2 separate regions of the Anas platyrhynchos genome follow, and region 1 is linked to region 2. A link is a contact called in public Hi-C data. All regions are on one chromosome and are shown on one strand. Each heading gives the region's core, a stretch centred on a gene start, on an enhancer-like site or on the middle of the called end of the contact. The rest is flanking DNA. Distances are from core to core; before and after follow the strand shown.

Evidence for each region. Hi-C and Micro-C count contacts between places; a contact is called where the count stands out from the background.
Region 1: a contact with region 2 is called in a Hi-C map of skeletal muscle, with 1.8 times the contacts expected there. The contact joins the enhancer-like site here to the promoter of EXOC3L4 in region 2. A contact is called at or near these places in 2 of 8 Hi-C or Micro-C datasets (skeletal muscle and subcutaneous adipose tissue).

Annotation. Positions count from the first base shown.
Region 1 is chr5:11,008,722-11,013,488 of IASCAAS_PekinDuck_T2T, reverse strand. No RefSeq gene overlaps it. Among named protein-coding and RNA genes, the nearest start is that of LBHD2, 18 kb to the right of the region's middle. Within about 2 kb of position 3,353, at least 2 of the 8 cell types and tissues checked have an H3K27ac peak or open chromatin away from gene starts, as enhancers often do.
Region 2 is chr5:10,916,467-10,921,771 of IASCAAS_PekinDuck_T2T, reverse strand. EXOC3L4 (exocyst complex component 3 like 4) reads left to right here and starts at 3,003. Exons shown (of 12, transcript XM_038179851.2): 1 at 3,003-3,487; 2 at 4,914-5,305. The coding sequence starts at 4,959.

The DNA of each region.
Region 1 (4,767 bases), core at 2,104-4,603, 91 kb before region 2:
AGAAATATCCTTCTCTTGCTTTTCAAAGACTTCAGGCATTCCTAGCACACATGATCCTTGATAAATTTTCTGAGCAAGTGACATTAATGAACCTGGGGCATGGAAGGCCAAGCTGCAACAGGGCACGCTCCTTGCTGCTGAGGGTGTCCAGAGAAACCCTACCAGTGAGAAGGGCAAGACCGAATAACGCAGTGGTATCTCTCTCCACACATTTTCAGTAAATGGTGGATTATATTTCTGAATAAAGCACATCAAGCATTTTGGATGGCTCAGCGACTGTTCTACACTGAAATGCTTTCTAGCTCCTTTTTCACATACTGTCACCAGGTCTTACGGAGTATCTCACAAGTGGAAAATGAGGTGGAATTGAAATAAATTGCCCTAGAGGCAGCTGCAGGCTCATGGGTGTTTAATGTGTAAAATCTAGCAAGCATCATTTCCCTTGCAAGATATCCTTTTGCCAGAGGTTTATTGTACAAGCCGTACGATGCTGCTGTTATTTGTGTTGTTATCAGGCTCTGCACTCACACAAATTAGGGCCTCTGAATCTGACACCTTGCTGCACGAGAACAGCAGCCCTGCACCCGGCAGCTTCAGCTTGCGGCACAGAGGACAGATGCCGGAGGAAAAGAAAGGCACAGGAAGGCTCAGTTACCCACCTCAGTTTGTGCCACAAACACCAGACCCAAATTCAGAGCCCCGCAGCTGCAGGCACATCCTGAGCCTGGCGCCAGTTCCACATCCTCAGGGCAGGTTTCTGAGGCATGCCTCCTCCTCTCTGCATCTCGGAATGAGTTATGGCTGGAATGAGGGACACAGCTGGGGCCGAAACATAAAAACGTAAGAGGGGAAAGAATAAAAGGAAGCAGTGAAGGAGGATGAGCGCATTTTCAGGTGACTTGGGGTGACGGGGATGAAAGAAGAGGTCAGGTAGCAGTGCTGACAACAGCGCAGAGCGAGTAGGAAGATGGGCAGGAGGGCCACCAAGCAGGCATGAGGCCGCTGCTGGTGAGAGGACGTGAGGGCAGGGGTGGCGTGGGTCAGGAAACGGCAGAGGAGCTGGCAGACAGGCTGGGAACAAGGGGGGAGGCAGCAGGTCTCTGCGGGAGCTGTAAGCTGAGGGCTCGGGTAAAGATTTCGGCTGGGTCATGGGGTAGGTGGAGGATGCTGCAGAGGCACAGACACGTGGGGCAGCGGGAAGCAGAAGAGGAAGGAAACCACAGGATCACTGCATGGCCGAGGTTGGAAGGGACCTCTGGAGATCACCCAGTCCAACCCTCCTGCCAAGCACGATCACCTAGAGCACACTGCACAGGATGGCATCCAGGTGGGTTGTGAACATCTCCAGAGCAGGAGACCCCACAGCCTCGCTGGGCAGCAATGGAAATGGAAGCGCAGTGACCCTGCCAGGGACACCGGTGCTGCAGACTTTCGGATGAGGGCGTGCGGGGAAGGGCAGAGAAGTGACAATTATGGATGACCTTTTTCCTTGGGAAAAAGCACATCTGTCCCCATACCAGATGGTGGGGTGTGAAAGCAAGGGCATTAATTGAGCGGCTACCCTCAGCTGGGGGCAGGAGCACAGCCGTGCAGCCTGGAAGCTCAAGCTGCCGTGCTTGACCTTGCAGCATCAAGGATTTGCGGCCGGGCACCAACAGCACTCCCACTCATTACCCACACCCTGTGGGCAGCCAGGAGAGGCTGTGGGCATCCCTGGGGCCGTGGGGCTCAGGGCAGCAGCCGAGGAAGCTGTGCTTTTGGGGGAGGCCCACGAGAGGGAGCCAGGAGTAAAGGAAACGAGGCCGCTGCCTCCGCCGCGCCCCGGCGCCTGAGGGGCTCCGCAGGGGGACCTGGGCACCTCGCACCCATCCCGCACCCTGATGGGCTTGGCCCCCAGGGGGTTAATCATGCACATCTGCCTCATTTGGGTGCTTTGGGTGACCCGCTGGGCTCTGAGCTAGCGAGGAGGGCGAGCACACCCCGTCTGCTCAAGCGCTGTGCCACTGAGCTCAGCACCTCGAGGCCTGCACCCGGGGGAGATGCACCCAGGCGTCTGGGCATTGCCCTGAGGGAGCTGTGGTGGTGGCCTAAAGTGCGGGGAGATGTCAGTGGCAGCAGCCCTGGGAGACCACTGTGGCACCAGGAGGCCTGTGTGGCACCTGAAGGCTTTTGTGGCACCCGAAGGCTGAGCTGGGCAGAGGCAGGGAGGCCCTTGAGGCCGCACGGGTAACCTGCCGCGTGGAAGTGTCTGCTTGGAAAAGTGGCTGCGAAGGAAAAATACAGCCCTTATTGAAAGGCAAATGAGTAGCAGGCTCTCTCTGCGAGCGTTCAGGGAGAGCATACAGGGCCCGCGTTGTTATTACTCTCCCGAAGCTTCCTAGCACGCTGCGAGAGGCACAGCCAGGGCTGGATAAATAATACATCATAACGCTGAAGTCCCAGAGAGGGGACTTGGAGGTGGTTCAAGAGTTCAATGAGTTATCAGCTCCCCTTAGGGTGCTTTATTTTTCCTTGCAAAGGATGCTATCAATCTCGATAACTCACTAGCTACCAAAAATAATAATAAGTAAAAGATCATTATGTTGAAATATGTGTTGTAAAGCAGCACAGCAATTTGGAAGATTAATTCAGTCCAGAAGGGGCAATAGCTGCTGGCTAGCGATGGGCTGGACACCAATTACTGCTCTCACTCATTACTTGCATGGACAGGGATTGGGAAAACACCTGCAGTGCATGAATAATTCTCCTTGAGTTAATATGCTTTCATTCAGTGCTGATTAACTCTATTTATACCTCATCTATGGTGATGAGAGCAATGTGATTCATTCCTTTATTTCTGTAACTCTCTGATAAACTGCATTTATTCGCCACCTCTGACCCCCTCACGTGCACACTGCCTATTAATCCTCCTCAGCCCAGGCTGCTGCTACTATCCCAGACCCTTCAGCAGCCATCAAGCAGCTGCTTCTCATTTTCCTCCTTTCATTTAAAAGCACCTGCTACAAAAATGTGGGTCGAGGGAGAAAATGGACTGGAAATTTCACTGTGATGGCGAGGGAGGGGGTGTGTACTTTGTGTGCATAATACCCAGCTCTGTAGGGTGCACGTCCTGTAGTGAAGTCTTGAAGTGCTGCTGAAGGAATAATGATCAAATGTGATCAGTTTGCTGTATTCGGTCCTGGGTGAGTGACAGCTGCACGATAAGGCATCCTGGCCACAACGTGACATGCCAGACGTGAACATCTTGAAAGCATATTTTGCCATCGGAGTCACTGAAAACTGACCTGTGCCTTGGGATAGGTTTTTTCTTTTCCCTGTTGTTTTCAAGCCTCTGTCTCCTGCCCTGAGTCAGAGCTACAGAGTTCATGAACTGTGGTTTACTTTTCCAGCAGGCTGATTGAGACACGTTACAGCTACGCAGTGTCTCCTGAGGCTGGCAGGGTGAGGGCACAGAGACCTTGGCTGTACGAAATGTTCCTGCTCCCATCAACACAGTGCCACCCAAACCCAGCACCAAAACGTGTCTTAGGGTAAGGGATGTGAAATAGAAATATCCGACTGCTTGCAGGAGGTAGAGATGCTCTTTTGCTCCTTTGCAAGTGGGGATGAACAAGTACCCAGTGCAAATGCTGCTAATAAAACCCCTCACGTTCACAACAAAAGCACAGACATGCATTCGAGCCCAGTCTGAAAGAAAACTGGAGAAGTTCCACTTCAGTTGTCAGCATCACTTGTCACTCTAGGAATCATTTAGGCTTTGCTGGGCTGGTGGTTGGCCTGTGTTTTCTTGTAAGCTCCCTTCCAGCTCCCCAGGCACGAGTATTGCAGAGCCTCTGGGTTTCCAGTACAGCAGGCAACCATTTTAAAGCTTTAAAATATTACCTGGAGATTACTTCAGATCAGAACCGTGGAACAATTTGGGTTAGAAGGGACTGCTGGAAGCCATCTGGTCCAACCCCCCATACAGAGCATAAGTAACTCCAAAATTAAGCCAGGGCCTTTCCCAGTTGAGCTGTGAAAATCTGTATGGGTGCAGATTGCTCAGCCTTTGCAGGTGACCCGTTCCCATGTCACCATCCAGAGCCACGCTTAATGGAGAAGTGATTTGTCTCATAACTGCAATTTTCATGGCCTGTAGCACCTCCTGTAACCCCAGAAACGTGGCATTTCTGCTCAGCCTTGTCCATGCTCTTCCCACAGCTCAGCATGTGCTTTCCTGGGCCAGGACAGGCTGGACTCCCCAGGCAGGATGAAATGCCTCCTCTAAGACCTGCTGCCCAACACTGAGCTGTGGATCTTTCCCCTCCAACTTTCTGAGGGCATGTTCCTCCTTTGCATTTTCCTTTGATCATCATTTCAAAATCTTAAAGGGATTCAGCTGTCGGCTCTGTTTATCTTCCTACCCTTTCTTCTCATTCAAGGTTTCCGAACACCTTCCCCAGGAGCGAGATAAAGGCTTACACACAAACCCTGGCCTTTTTGTCTAATTCCCCTGCCTGCCTGCCTCTCCTCACCGGCCTTGTCAGGCTTAAATGTGGTTGCACGGTTCTGGCAGATGCTTCAAGACAGCTCACTGTCTTCTGGGTGCTCAGCTGTAAGGCTTGCTGGGCCCAGGATTGGCAGCTCTGCTCCCTTTCCACAGGTTAGAAGGGCAGCCTGCACCCCAAATCTTAGAGGACCTCTGAGATGCAAGCTGGTCATTGGGGAAAACGGGTTCGGGCTTCAGTCCCACTGATCAGGACTCTTCACCAGGGTCTTTACCTGCTT
Region 2 (5,305 bases), core at 1,754-4,253:
GTGCCCATGCACCAGCTTCTGGTTTTTTAAACCAGGCACGCCGGTGAAGACCTAAGGGATGGTACGCTAGAATCAGAGGGGCTGTGTGCCAGTGAGGTCCTTCAGTTCGATCCACAAGGTGCTGAGTGTAAGGAGACGCACCTGAAATGCTTCTACACAAACGCACGCAGTATGAGGAATAAAATGGATGAGCTAGAAGTCCTGGCCCAGTCCCGCAACTACGACATCATCGGCATAAGCGAAACCTGGTGGGATGAGTCCTGTGACTGGGGTGTTGCGATAGACGGTTACAGGCTCTTCAGGAGGGACAGGCAGGGTAGGCGAGGTGGTGGGGTGGCGATGTATGTGAAGCAGGGGCTGGACTGTGTGGAACTTCAGGTCGGCGATGGCAAAGTTGAGAGCCTCTGGGTAAGGATCAAGGGACGAACGAATAAAGGGGATGTCGTTGTGGGAGTCTATTACAGACCGCCTGGCCAGGACGATAGCGCCGATAACTTATTCTTTACAGAACTAAGAGAGGCCTCGAGATTAACTCCCCTTGTCCTTATGGGGGACTTCAACTTGCCAGACGTTAACTGGGAGTGCCACACGGCTGACACGAGCAAGTCCAGGAGGTTCATGAAGCACCTAGATGATAACTTTTTGGTGCAGGTGCTAACGGAGCCAACTAGGAAAGGTGCCCTCCTAGACCTGTTGCTAGAAAACAGAGAGGGTCTGGTGGGAGATGTGGTGATTGGTGGCCGCCTCGGTCATAGCGACCATGAAGTGGTTGAGTTCAAAATTTACGGTGACAGAAGGAAAAGTGCCACCAAAACCTCATCCCTAGATATGGGGAAGGCGGACTTCAAGCTGCTCGGGGAACTAGTCAGCAAGGTCCCCTGGGAAGCTGCTCTTGAAGGCCTTGATGTCCACCAGTGCTGGTCACTCTTTAAGCGATGCCTCCTAGAAGCACAAGATCAGGCGATTCCTAAATATCGCAAGTCAGGCAGGCGGGGCAGGAGGCCGTCGTGGCTGACCAGGAACATTCTTATGGAGATCAGGCGGAAACAGAGAGTGTTTCGCTACTGGAAGGAGGGCCAGGTGACATGGAAAGAATACAGGGATGCTGCTCGTGTCTGTAGGAAGAAAATTCGTGTGGCTAAAGCACACCTTGAGTTGAAGCTGGCTGTGTCTGTGAGAGAAAATAAAAAGGGTTTTTTTAGATATGTGAATGGAAAAAGGAGAACTAAAGAATACATAGGGCCGCTCCTTGACAGGGAAGGTCTTCTCACAGACGATGACATAGGCAAAGCAGAGACGCTTAACGCCTTCTTTGCCTCTGTCTTCAATGCCGATGATGGGCTTCGGGACCCAGGGTGCCCCGAGCTGGAGGACCGGGACGGTGGGGATGACAAACTCCCGACCGACCCTGAACGTGTGCGGGATCTGCTACTCCACTTGGATCCCTACAAGTCCATGGGTCCGGATGGGATTCATCCCCGGGTGCTGAAGGAGCTGGCGGACGTCATCGCGGAACCTCTCTCAATTATTTTTCAACGATCCTGGGAGTCTGGAGAGGTCCCGGTAGACTGGAAGCTGGCAAATGTTGTGCCGATTTTCAAGAAGGGTCAGAAAGAAGACCCTAGCAATTACAGGCCTGTCAGTCTCACGTCAGTGCCTGGTAAAATCATGGAGAAGATGGTTCTCGAACGTATTGAGGCGCACCTGGGGGACAAAGCAGTCATTGGTCCCAGCCAGCATGGGTTTGTGAAGGGTAGGTCCTGCCTAACTAACCTGATTTCCTTTTATGATAAGATCACCCGTATGGTGGACCAAGGGAAACCAGCTGATGTGATTTTTTTGGACTTCAGCAAGGCTTTTGACACGGTTTCCCATAGGATCCTACTGGACAAAATGTCCAGCATACAGCTAAATAAAAACATCATACGATGGGTGAGCAATTGGCTAACGGGCAGGGCCCAAAGGGTTATGGTGAATGGGGCTGCGTCAGGCTGGCGGGCGGTCACCAGTGGGGTCCCTCAAGGCTCCATTTTAGGGCCGGTACTTTTCAATATTTTTATAAACGATCTGGATGTAGGAATAGAAGGCATTTTGAGCAAGTTTGCTGATGACACCAAACTTGGAGGAGTTGTGGACTCGAATGAGGGTGGAAAGGCCTTGCAGAGGGATCTGGATAGGTTGGAGAGCTGGGCGATCGCCAACCGCATGAAGTTCAATAAGAGCAAGTGCCGGGTCCTGCACCTGGGACGGGGAAACCCTGGCTGCACGTACAGACTGGGCGATGAGACGCTGGAGAGCAGCCTAGAAGAGAGGGATCTGGGGGTCGTGGTAGACAACAAGTTGAATATGAGCCGGCAGTGTGCCCTGGCAGCCAGGAGGGCCAACCGTGTCCTGGGGTGCATCAAGCACGGCATCGCTAGTAGGTCGAGGGAGGTGATTGTCCCGCTCTACTCTGCGCTGGTGCGGCCTCACCTCGAGTACTGTGTGCAGTTCTGGGCACCACAGTATAAAAAGGACATGAAACTGTTGGAGAGTGTCCAGAGGAGGGCTACGAAGATGGTGAAAGGCCTGGAGGGGAAGACGTACGAGGAACGGCTGAGGGCACTGGGCCTGTTCAGCCTGGAGAAGAGGAGGCTGAGGGGAGACCTCATCGCAGTCTACAACTTCCTCGTAAGGGGGTGTCGAGAGGCAGGAGACCTTTTCTCCATTAACACCAGCGACAGGACCCGCGGGAATGGAGTTAAGCTGAGGCAGGGGAAGTTTAGGCTGGACATCAGGAAAGGGTTCTTCACAGAGAGAGTGGTTGCACACTGGAACAGGCTCCCCAGGGAAGTGGTCACTGCACCGAGCCTGACTGAATTTAAGAAGAGATTGGACTGTGCACTTAGTCACATGGTCTGAACTTGGGTAGACCTGTGCGGTGTCAAGAGTTGGACTTGATGATCCTTAAGGGTCCCTTCCAACTCAGGATATTCTATGATTCTATGATTCTATGATTCTGAGCCCTTGTACCCAAACCCCGCAGGGCTTCACCCCGCTGAAGGCAGGACCAGGGGCTGCAGGATTCCTGCTCCCCCCTACCCCGTTCAATCCCTGTTTCACCTTCAGCACAGAGGCTGCCTCTCTATTCCCACCCCTCGGTTAAATATTAACCCTGGAGGATTGTTACCTTCTTTTCTTTTAAATTCCCATCTAATGAAAGTGAAAGAGTGAAAGCCCAAGGCTCTCCTGGGAAGCAGGCAGGTGAAGCTGACAGAGGTGCTGGGCAGGAGGGGCCGGGACCCCCTCCCACCGCCAGGAGCCCTTCTGCAGAGGACAGAGCCCGATGGAGAGAGGCGCCGTGCCCGCAGCGAGCCCCCCGGCCACGCAGGCGGATGGAGGCAGATGAGCTCGCCCTGACAGCCAGCCCCACGACCCCTGCACAGAGCTGCTCGCCAGTCCCGTGGACCACATCCAGGTTATCCCAGCGGAGAGGATCGGTGCCGGGGTGTGTTTCCTTCCCTTCCCCTGCCCACGGGTTTGCTCCAGGTCCTGCTGCCTTGTCTCCCTGCCCCTTCCACCACGATGCGGGGTGTGAGCCAGGAATTTAGTTCCCTTCCCTCTAAGCCCCTGGGAACGGGGTACACCCCCTCCTTCTCTTCTTCCCTTCCCCTGACCAAATATTTCCTCCGAAAAAGGATCAAGGCAGGGTCCGAGCCCCGCTGTGCCAGGAGCTCAGCCCACCCGCGGGAAGATGCAGACCTCGCAGCTCATAACCTGGGCAATAATTGCGCACGAGGGAGAGGAAATCTGGCCAGGCTAGGATCAGGGAGGGCTGAGAAGTATTTTCAGAGTCCCAGCAGGTCTGTTCTCTGTAATCGTATTTCAATCTCTGGCTCCTGCGAGCTTGACAGACCTGAGACAGGCCAGGGTGACCTCAAAGAATAGCTGCTTCTAATGATTTAAACTGATTGCCTGAGTCTGCGCTGGGAGAAAGTGGCTTTTACCATCCTCAGACCTGCAGTGCACAACGTCCCCGTGGCCTGGCCGTGCTGGTGGTGACCTGGTGGCAGACAGGGATGGAAAGGAGGGCACAGCCTCTCCCATTGCCCCTTCCCAGGCAGCCCTCAGCAGGCAGAGAGGAGCTGGTCTCTGTGCTGCAGGGTGGGAGCCAAGCAACTGCAGGGGTGCCACTGCTGCCCAGGAGCACTGGCAGGGGTGTTTCTGCTGAGATCTGGATGCCCTGGGCTCCTGGAGGCACAGCACTCCACATCACCCCCCTCAGCTCGAGCAGGAGCTCGGTTGAGACACCCAGCCTCAGCACCACACGAGGCAGATGAGTGATGTGAACCTTCAGGGCATCGTAAAGCCTGCTGTGCTGTAACCATGACGATCTGGGGAGGCCAGCTTGTGGTGGTTGGGATGGAAGGGGCAGGAGCAGAGAGGGGAGATCCGCTCAGCCCCCTTCCCCTGGGCACCCCCAGCAGCAGCCACCTGGGGCTCCAGCAGGGCAGGGCCAGTGGCACGGCCCACACTTGCCACATCCATGTCAGAAAGTGGGAATTACCCTACTGAGACACAGCCTGCAGGGCTGGAAATCCACCTGGAAAAAGGGAAGTGAGAACATGCCTTGTTACCAGCTGAAATGGTGTGCCCGGCAGATTTCATCCTTGGCATTCAGTGATTGTTTGGTGCTGGAGGAAGAGCTGCCACGTGCCTCATCTAAGGAGTTAGCTGGAGCCTTGCAGGGCTACGTGCAGACCAGCACGTGCACCATGTAGGTAGAAAGGCTGTTTTGGTGGTGACAGGCTAGAACCACTTTCTCTGTCCTTGGATTAGGTACGGACCAGATTTTCCAGTCCAGGACCGGCTTTGGAAACACCCCAAGGCTGCTAGGATCCTCTCATCTCACCCTGTGGTTTTGTTTATTTCAGTGACTACTGTCGACCTTTTTGGAAATCCTGTTGTTGAAAGACAAGATGAGTATAAAACTGAAACTGAGTCCAACAACAGCAGCCTCAGAACCAGCCTCTCCAACAAAGAGTGAAGGGAAGGAGATGGAGGTCGCTCCAGAACTGGGCAGCCCGACTTTGCATGGCGAGAACATAGGACTCCTTGAAAGAGGTCTTAAAACAATGCTAAGCATCCGGAAATCCAAGCGAAGCCTGAAGAAAGAGAAAGAACAGGAAGGCACTGGCACTTTGAGGAAAAAAAGACTTTCTTTTCTGTCCTCCAAGAGCTATGAAGAGAACAAAACTACAGTCCCTAATGATTTGGAGGAGGTTGTTGAGACAATAGAAACGGAGCCCATTGAAGGAAAACCTCT